Linked DNA regions of Ovis aries: region 2 is linked to region 1. Evidence: chromatin contacts called from public Hi-C data. All regions are on one chromosome and are shown on one strand. Each heading gives the region's core, a stretch centred on a gene start, on an enhancer-like site or on the middle of the called end of the contact. The rest is flanking DNA. Distances are from core to core; before and after follow the strand shown.

What was found. A called contact is a pair of places that touch in the nucleus more often than the background predicts.
Region 2: a contact with region 1 is called in a Hi-C map of tail adipose tissue, with 2.8 times the contacts expected there. The contact joins the promoter of BRD7 here to the promoter of CNEP1R1 in region 1. A contact is called at or near these places in 3 of 16 Hi-C or Micro-C datasets (blood and tail adipose tissue).

What each region holds. Positions count from the first base shown.
Region 1 is chr14:17,983,621-17,988,743 of ARS-UI_Ramb_v3.0, forward strand. CNEP1R1 (CTD nuclear envelope phosphatase 1 regulatory subunit 1) reads left to right here and starts at 2,952. Exons shown (of 6, transcript XM_004014976.5): 1 at 2,952-3,066; 2 at 4,101-4,172. The coding sequence starts at 3,042.
Region 2 is chr14:18,290,674-18,295,796 of ARS-UI_Ramb_v3.0, forward strand. It overlaps BRD7 (bromodomain containing 7), which reads right to left and starts at 2,071. Exons shown (of 16, transcript XM_060397931.1): 1 at 1,777-2,071; 2 at 1,135-1,343. The coding sequence starts at 1,825.

The sequences.
Region 1 (5,123 bases), core at 1,702-4,201:
CTGGTAGGCTATACAGTCCATGGGGCCGCAAAGACTCAGACACGACTGAGCAACTTCATTCATTCTTTTTCTAATTCTTTTCACATTTAGGTTATTGAACTTGACTGAGCAGAGTTCCCTGTGCTATGGATTCCCGGATGGAGCAGTGGTATATAGCACTCTGTACTATACAGTAGGTCCTTGTCAGTTATCCATTTTAAATATAGCAATGTGTTTTCTCAATCCCAAACTCCCTAACTATCCCTCCCTCTAACCCTTCTCCCTTGTAAACCATAAATTCATTCTCTAAGTCTCACGTCAAACCGACACTTCACCTTGTTGTATACTCTTTTTTATATGTTGCTGGACCTGATTCGCTAATTCTTTAAAGGATTTTATGTCCATATTCATAACAGATATTCATCTGTTTTAAAAGGGATGATGGTGGACGTCAAATTGCCATGGTATTTTGATTCCATCGAATACCTTTAAAAGAGTCACATAAGAGTTTACTTCCAAATGTCAGTATTTACAATACTAGAAAATACATCTTTTACAAGGATTCAAGTCCATGATGAAAATCTCAGATGTAGTTTCTGAAACATGTGAGGAGGCATACAATGTGTCAAAATTATTTTAGAAGGTGTCGCCATGGAGATAGCAGGAAAATCCCTGTTGTAGTCACTCCAAGGGGCCATTGGAAGTTTCTGAGGACAACGTGTAATCTTTTAGTATTTTACAAATCACTATTTGGCAAAAGGGTGGGAACAGGAGGCTGGTGAGAGGCCACAGCTGTAAATCCAGGCTATACGGTGGCTTGGATTAGACTGGGAGCTGCAGAGGTGGTGAGAAGTGATTAAATTTTAAATCGATGTGGATGGTAGAGCCAAGAGGATTTGCTACGGAATCTGATCTACCATGTGGAGAGCGAGAGGGAGAGAGAATCAAGGGTAATTCCAGCGACAGCGTTTGGAGCTGATCAACTCATCTACCTATTTCTAAACTCAACCCTAAATGGATTTGATAACACCTTTGGTTCATATTGCTGCTGTGGGGTTTAAAAGAGGTTTACATACTCCTGAACTATAAAAGACGTAGCACCAGACCTCCAGGAAAATAGAACAAATTTTAGTTATTGTATTGGCTATCCCTCTTTGAAGCAGATCTTCATCTTATTACTGATGTTTTCAGGGTCTTCAGTGTTCTTTTGTTTTTTCACTAAGCACTTTCTTTTACACAGGGCAGGAGACCCTAGAGGGAGACCTTTGCACTCTTGGCTTATATCCCAGTGTCTGAAACATGTATTCCTTAAATATTTGTCAACTATCTTCTTGACAAATCTCATTGATACAATGTTTCTACAAATCTATATCCTTCGGTCTCCCCATTACTTCAGGTTCAAAATTTTTTAGCCTGACTACGAGCCCGTGTTTTCCTCTCTTCCCCCATCACTGTTCCCCAGGTCCTAATGATCCATACATACAGGTGCCAATAACAGGATAAAAATGTACACCCTTTCAAAGGCATGGCCAATGTTTTTTGTGTGTGTGCACAGATGAAAATGAATCTGTGACATGAGTGTGTGACTGACACACACACTTCTGGGCAAGTTTGTTTTATTTTTCTCATTGTAAATGAGCCTATTAATACCTACACTGGTGGCTTTCAAACTTTTTTTTATTGGAACGCTTAGTTACATATATGTTTTACGTAATGATCGGAACACAGCACATATGTGATACACACACAAACAAAAAATCACGAAATGACACATTCTTCTAGTGATGCTAACATTCTAGGTTTTACTTTAGTTCATATTTACAAAATAACAATTATGGCTCAGTGCATGTCTTTCATGATCTTCTCAGGGGTTTTGACCCACAGTTTAAAAAAAGATCGTGTTCCAGCGCTAAATGAGATAATGTATGTAAAGGGTTTGTCCCAGAGGAAGGCTCTGGAAGTGTTAGGGTAAAGGAACCTACAAAGTGAAATAATGGGCAAGAATGTGTCAATTCCAATGACAAGTGGGGAAAAGGAAAACTGAAGGTTGAGTGAATAAAATACCAACAGTTAAAAAAATCCCAGTGCCACTTGGAGCTTCTTAGCGCCCATCTTTGCATGGCCAGATGCTTCCTGGGGCTCTCAAATCAAACGCCCCGCCCTATGTGTTGAATAGCTCTTCCCTAGAACTAGTTCCCATTACCCATCACCGCCCGCCCCACCACCCACCTCCCACTCTTATCTCATTGTATCCTATTACCCTGTTACTTCCTCCACAGAACCAAGCTCATCTGAAATTAATGACCTATATGCGTGTTTACTGTCTGCTGTAACACTTTCATTTCGAGGATGGGAACCTCGTCTATCTTGCTAAACTGCATCCCTCATAAATACAGTGCCTACCAGACATGCAATAGTTCTTGAATGAATGAGTGACCACAAGGAAAGGAGCAAGAAAGCGTTTTAATCAAATATAAATGTAGTCAATGCCTTACAGATTTTTTTTTTTTGTATAAGTTCCAGAACACTTTGCTCATTTTATGATTTATGAAAATTGGATGACATGAGAAAAAATAACCAAGGGAGAAATGTGTACTTAAAGGGTTCGTCGACGTTCAGTCGCTCAGTCGTATCCGACTCTTGGCGACCCCATGGACTGCGGCACGCCAGGCTTATTTAAGTAATGAAAGAACCAAGCAGGAAACTAGGAATTGTACACACACTAATGAATGAACTTTACAGGACAGGCTGCAGTTCCTCCCCAGGGCAGGAGGCGGCGCTAGGGTCACGCCAACTCAGCCGCCGACAACTCTTGGTCCCTCTGGCTGACCGTCCAACGCCAGTGCCCGAGGACCGTGGGGAACTAGCCAGTAGAAAACCGTCTTAGTTACAGGGTCTGGCGGAAACGTCCAATGAGCGTAGCGGGTCTAGTCAAGGGGAGGTGCCAAGAAGAGGGGCGGAGGGAAGCGGTTAGAGGTGGGAGTTGGCGCTGCGAGCCGGGCAGGGACCGCGGAGCTGAGATGCGGACGGGGCCGCGCCGGTGACCGGAGCTGCCGCCCGACATGAACTCGCTGGAGCAGGCGGAAGGTAGGGTACGCTTCCTGGGCCCTTCCTTAATTCCTCCCGGAAGCTCGCGGGGCTCTAGAGGCGCCGGAATCGTGGAAACCTGGTCGGGAGAGGAGGCCGCGAAGGATGGACTGACGGGGCCCGAAGCTGGGGGCGCGGGGGCCGGCCCAGGGGCCAAGGGGCGGCCGGACACGGCCAGGCGCTGCTTCCGGCGCGCCTGGCCTCTGCCGGCGCTGGAGAGGCGCTGCGTCAGCTCCCCCCCATTCCCCGTGCGTGGACCAGGGAGCTTCTCGCCCGGTTACTTCTTTCTTATTCGTTAGCAAACCGTTGTACTTGTGCCTTGTAGGGTGCTAACTCACTTTATTTTTTTCTAATAGTCGATAAGAGTTGTATCCCTAATTCCTGCCTTGGTTTTTGGTAACTGCCGGGGTAAGGGAGTGCTTCTTGGTCTCCTTTTTAAAGTTTGAAAAGCGCAACTGAAAATGATACCTTACCTTGCTCATTCAGAGGGAACACCTTGAACGCCTGTGTCTTGTAGAACCAGGCGTCGGCGCTCCAGAAATGCCACATAGATCATCTGTAAGCTCTTGGGAGGCTGGAAAGGAGAGAGTCTTTCCATTACCCATCCGTTAGCTGTATCAGAAGTCCAGTAAGAGCAGACTGAAAGCGTAACTTAATTAAACATAAGGGCATCGAGACTTTGGTCCTAGGTAAGACATTATCCTAATACGGAGTTCTTGATTCCAGCAGAGTTAAAACTCTACTTGATTTTGATTCTTTATTTGCAACCCCAAATTTCTAGCTTTTAGCGCCGACTGAGGCTGCTGCTGATTTTCCACATACCATTTTATGTGAAATTGGAACTAAAGAAACCTAGTGTTTCTGTCAAGTGCGTAAAGCTATCATAGTAAAGAAGTAAACAGTGCAGATTAAAAAAAAAGTAAACATGTAAGTCAGTATGCAAGACCTGAAGCAGTTAGAGTATCTAAAATTCATTGTAATAAATTGAGACTAGTAAGAGTGGCTAATTTCAAAATTGAAATCTTTTTACCTAGATCTCAAGGCTTTCGAGAGGAGACTTACTGAATATATTCATTGCTTGCAACCTGCCACTGGCCGTTGGAGAAGTAAGTGCTTGGACTTTTTTTTTAAGGGAAAATAAGCTGACAGTTCATACTTTTATTTTGCCTAGCAGTGATTTGCTTTCACCTAAAACTTTCGATTAACAAATGCTTGCTTAAAAACAAACAACCATATGCTTGCTTTATTAAACCATAATTTCCCTTTTGTTTTGACAGTTCTAGATCTATTTAATATTGTAAATAACGGCATTTTAAAGAAATTTTAAGGAAAAAAACCGACAACCCTAAAAGGATAGTCTTATTTTGTGTGGTTGACTTTTTATGTTTATATTAAAATACATATATTTTGTTATGCATATATGGCAAATCTGGTTACCAGAACACGTAATAAAAATTTCAGTAGTCTGTTTAGCAGTTTTACAATTTTGCCTATAAACTATTGAAGTAAAGTTTGTTAAAGGAAGTGATATTCAACAATACTGTAAAATGTGACTTGAAAGAATTGTAGTTACTGCCCCATGGAAATACATAGGAAATAGGAAATGTAGACAAATATATAAGTGATAAGATCAGTAAACAAAATACTTTGTTAACTTATGTTGGGAGAGTCTTAATTTCTTGGCTGTTCATTGCTGAAGTTTAATTTTTTCCAAGAAGAGTGAAAAGTGAAAATCGCTCAGTTGTGTCCCACTCTTTGGGACCCCATGGTCTCTGTTATAGTCGATGGACTTCTCCAGGCCAGAATACTAGAGTGGATGGCCTTTCCCTTCTCCCGGGGATCTTCCCAACCCAGGGATCGCACGCAGGTCTCCCACATTGCAGGCAGACTCTTCAGATGAGCCACAAGGGAAGCCCGAGAAGGACATACTTTATTTTGAAGTACGATTCAGTTGTTAGGACTGAACTGAAGAGAACTGCTGAAGTCAGGGGTCTTTCCCTATGTCAGGATTTTTTGTGTAATTTTTATTAAATCTGTTTGCAAAGTGCTAATCATAC
Region 2 (5,123 bases), core at 821-3,320, 310 kb after region 1:
ATTATTACTATTTTATCCAGATGACAAACAGAGATGGCAGCCAGTTTCTTTTTTCCTTTCTAGTAACTGCATATGGTTAAGAAAATGCTTATTTTTGCTACTGCTGTCATATCCCTTGAAGGTTTCTGATCAAATTATCTCTTCAACAGACTCAGACTTTGTCTTGAAAGATAAGAGTTGTTCATTATGTATTTGTCATTACAGTATTTCAGAACAAAATTTGAATCCCATTTTGGAGAAGGCAATGGCACCCCACTCCAGTACTCTTGCCTGGGAAATCCCATGGGCAGAGGAGCCTGGTAGGCTGCAGTCCATGGGATTGAGAAGAGTCGGAGACGACTGAGCAACTTCACTTTCACTTTTCACTTTCATGCATTGGAGAAGGAAATGGCAACCCACTCCAGTGTTCTTGCCTAGAGAATCCCAGGGACGGGGGAGCCTGGTGGGAAGCCGTCTATGTGGCTGCATAGAGTCGGACACGACCGACGTGACTTAGCAGCAGCAGACCCCATATACTTTTTTAAAAAATTTATTTTTAATTGGAGGTTAATTGCTTTACAATATTCTGTTGGTTTCTGCCCCCTATCAACATCAATCAGCCACAGGTATACATATATCCCTTCCCTCTTGAACCTCCCTCCCAGCTCCGAGAAAGGGAAGGAGAGGGTAGTGTGAATTAAGAGAGCACACTGAAACATTTACACTACCACACGTAAACTTGGACAGTCAGTGGGAATTTGGTGTATGGCGCAGGGGGCTCAAATCTGGTGCTCTGTGACAACACATTTAGTTTTGAAATGATTGTTTTCCCCAAACCTCGAACACTAAGCTTTGCTAGAGCATGACTTTTACCTTTCCTAGATGGAAAAACCACTCTTTGAAGCAGCTCCTGAAAATGAGGACTTAGCTGTTCACTCACCTGATGTGTGAGTACAACTAAGGACCTAATTAAAGAGTTGTTGAAACTCATAGATAACTCATGTTTCTATTCTGCCCTCAAAGTCAGCCCGATTTTATAGACGTTTCAGCATCTCATTTGACACAAAGGAAAAATAAAGTGAGGTTGGCAGGGGGAGGCGGCAACGCTCAGAAAAGTACCACCTTCAAAGCTGAAGCAACGCAACGACCTTTTACCTTTACACGTCTCCGTTTTCTCCCCTTTTCTTCCCCTGGAATCTGCTTCTCTCCTTTCTTTCTCTTTTTCCGCTTTCTCTCTTTGTGTTTGTCATGATCGTTTTTGTCTTCAAAGAGGCTGGAGTCGTGCCCAGAGCTGCCCGTGGAGAGCTCGGTAACTTCGTTTCCTCCCACTTTGAGGACTAGCTTCAGGGGCTTCTCTACATACTCTTAAACGAAACGAAAGAGTCTCGATTAAAGGAGAGCCTCTCCGGGCAGTATCCACAACGCAGAGTAAAACTGGGTAGGGAGAGTCAGTCTGAGGCGCACAGGCAGAGGCGGCCAATGGCACGCAGTGGGCGCCCCTCGACGCACCTGTTGAATGACGGACACTCGCCAAGTGGACGCCCCGAACGCTCCCCGGCCCGCCTCACACCTCCCAACCGGAGACCCGCCCCGGCCGGAGGTCCCGGGTTCGAACGCCGCCCCCGCCTGGGGGGTCCGGCGCGGCTCAGGCGGGCCGCGCCCCCTTCGCGGGCCCAGGCCTGCCCGCGGGAGGTGCGACCCCCGGCCCGCCTCGGAAGCTGGAGAGTTGTCTCGAAGGCATGAAAACTCCACCGAAGGGCAGTGGGCTCGCCGCCCCCCACGTGGCCCACTCCTCACCCTCGTAGAGGTGTTTGTCCGACTTGTGCTTCTTGTGCTTCTTGCCCATGTCCGATCGGGCCCCGGTGCCCGCCCCCCGCGCCAGGCCCAGGCCGTGCGGCGCCGCTTCCGGTCCGGGCCAGGCGAGCGGAGGGCGGGAGCGGGGCCCGCGAGACCCCGCGCCGCGAGGCAGGGGGACGGCGTGCGCCCAGCGGCGCGAGGCCCCCTCACGAATAGACCCAGCCGCGCCCGAGCGCGCGAGACCCAGCCGGAGCCGGAGAGCGGCGGCAGGTTGGCGAGCGGCCGGCGCGGAAGCGGGAGAGAGGGCCTGCCGCGTGCGCAGAGAGTGGTCGGCTGGGCGTGGCGGCCCCTCGCGGCTGGAGGTGGCATTGCACCCTGAGGCCTGGGGGCGGAGTCCGGCTCGTGGGTGGGGCCAGGGCGGGGTCCACCGCTCTGAGATCCCCGTTTTTCTGTCTGCCTCCTTTCCTATCTCTTCCTTTCCTGTCTTGATTCCTTCCCTCTCTCCCTCCTCTTTGCCCCTGCTTCCTTTCCTCCTTTTTCTTATCTTTTTATCGCCTTACTTCCTTTCTGACTCCTCCCTTCTCTCCCGCTTTCCCTAGCGTCTATCTTCATTTTAACGTTTGTTGAATCCTGTACTGGACGCCAGACCCAGGAAACCCAGAACATTGGTAGCGGAAGGATTCTAATCTCTAAAACAGAACAAAACAAACTTATATAATGATATGTAAAGACCTTCAAGACCTTAATTAAAACAATACCAACAAAGTATGGAGCAGAGTGTATTCAGTAAGATGCATTTATGGAAATAAACGTTGGTATCTGGATAAAAATGCTGTGACGGATGCACAAGAACTGTTAATAGTGGTTATCTCAGGAGACTAGGACTGAGAGTGGAGTGATTGGTTTAGTTTTACGCTTCTCTATATTTTTGGAAAATTTTCTCTTGCATATTTATTATTTTTTGAAATGAAAGAAAATTTAGAAATTAGATTGAAAAAATGATGAAAATAATCTGGATCCCCACGAAGCAGAGGTCCAGACTAACACTACTGCTCTACACTACATCAGGTTAATGTAGGTCCACTCCTCTTTCCTGCTTTAAGCCCTGCTTCTCCTTGACTTTATCCTTAGATGCTGAACCCTACTGATGAGATGAGTTATTCACAGTTTTGCTCATTGGCACTTACCTGAATATTAAGATGTGTTTGAGACCGCACCCAGGGATGATGGCTGAAGAGAGACAAAATAATGTTGATATTTTTTGACATGACAACCTTGTAAGGTAGAAAAGGAGAAATATATTCCCATTTTACACATGAGGAAATGGATGCCCAGAGAAACGAAGTAAGTTGCCACTTACTGGTAGGGCCAGGATTCAAATCCAGGTTTTCTGAATCTGAATCATAAGCTCTTTTTATCTGTGAATATGATGAAAGGGGTCTTGACTGTCTCTATGTTTAGGCTTACAGTGCACTGTGTGTTTCCAGATAAACCTATACTCACAAGAAAGGAACTGACATCAGTCATTTATACTTAAGAGTTTGGACCTCTGGATCACTTCTCCCAGAAAGATGTGTAGCTTTCACTTGAACTGCAACGGTTAAGTGGTAGACCTGTAATTTAGGGTCCTGTGGTCAGAGACGCTTACTCCTTGGAAGAAAAGTTATGACCAACCTAGATAGTATATTCAAAAGCAGAGACATTACTTTACTGACTAAGGTCCATCTAGTCAAGGCTATGGTTTTTCCTGTGGTCATGTATGGATGTGAGAGTTGGACTGTGAAGAAGGCTGAGTGCCGAAGAATTGATGCTTTTAAACTGTGGTGTTGGAGAAGACTCTTGAGAGTCCCTTGGACTGCAAGGAGATCCAACCAGTCCATTCTGAAGGAGATCAACCCTGGGATTTCTTTGGAAGGAATGATGCTAAAGCTGAAGCTCCAGTACTTTGGCCACCTCATGTGAAGAGTTGACTCATTGGAAAAGACTCTGATGCTGGGAGGGATTGGGGGCAGGAGGAGAAGGGGACGACAGAGGATGAGATGGCTGGATGGCATCACGGACTCGATGAACTTGAGTCTGAGTGAACTCCGGGAGCTGGTGATGGATAGGGAGGCCTGGTGTGCTGCAATTCATGGGGTCGTAAGGAGTCGGACACGACTGAGAGACTGAACTGAACTGTGGTCAAAGAATGATAGAAACCCAGTTTGAATTATTTCAGATGAATAAAAAGATTAGTGGGTCACATGTCCAGGAAGGGAGGAGTAAAGCTTCCCTGAAGAAAAATAGGAGCCAGGGGTTTGATACTCTCTTTCTTTGTCTCATCCTTCTGTGTTGGGCTCCATTTTCTTTTCTTACATGACTGAAAACATAGTTTCCAGCAGCTGTATCCTGACTGATTGGGAAAAGGGTCTCTTCCCTGTCAGCATCATCCAGGAAAAAATTCCAGGGAAGGTCCCTGATTGGCTTAGTTTGGGTCACATGTTTTATAGGCAAAGGATTGGGAGATGGATCCAGCTTGGATACCAAGTCCATCCCTATGGCCAAGAGGAATTAGAGTCTGTGACTGGCCGTCCCCATCAGAGTCCAGTGGTTAGCCAGGGAAGCTGAGGTTGCTTTAGAGGAGGGGAACTGATTTTTTTTTTTTTTTTACAAAGGATAAAAGTTTGTATCTGTTACCTCCTTGTAACAATCTGCTCTGGCACCTCTGAGGCAGAGGTCAGAGTGGAGGAAAGGGGTTGTGTTGGAGAAGGGAACCTCTGTTGCTCTAAAATCAAGCCACCAATGCCCCCTAGTGTAGAGCAAAGCTTCAGTTCAGTTCAGTTCAGTCACTTAGGCATATTCAACTCTTTGCAACCCTATGGACTGCAGCACGCTTCCCTGACCATCACCAACTCCTGCAGCCTGCTCAAACTCATGTCCATTGAGTTGGTGATGCCATCCAACCATCTCATTCTCTGTTGTCCCCTTCTCTTCCTGCCTTCAATCTCTCCCAGCATCAGGGTCTTTTCAAATGAGTCAGTTCTTTACATCAGGTAGCCAAAGTATTGGAGCTTCAGCTTCGGCATCAGTACTTCCAATGAATATTCAGGACTGATTTCCTTTAGGATTGCCTGGTTTGATCTCTGTGCAGTCCAAGGGACTCTCAAGAGTCTTCTCCAGCACAGTTCAAAAGCATCAATTCTTATGATCACATCCATACACGACTACTGGAAAAACTACAGCTTTGACTAGATAGACCTTTGTCGGCGAAGTAATGTCTCTGCTTTTTAATATGTTGTCTAGATTTGTTATAGCTTTTCTTCCAAGGAGCAAGCATCTTTAATTTCATGACTGCAGTCACCATCGGC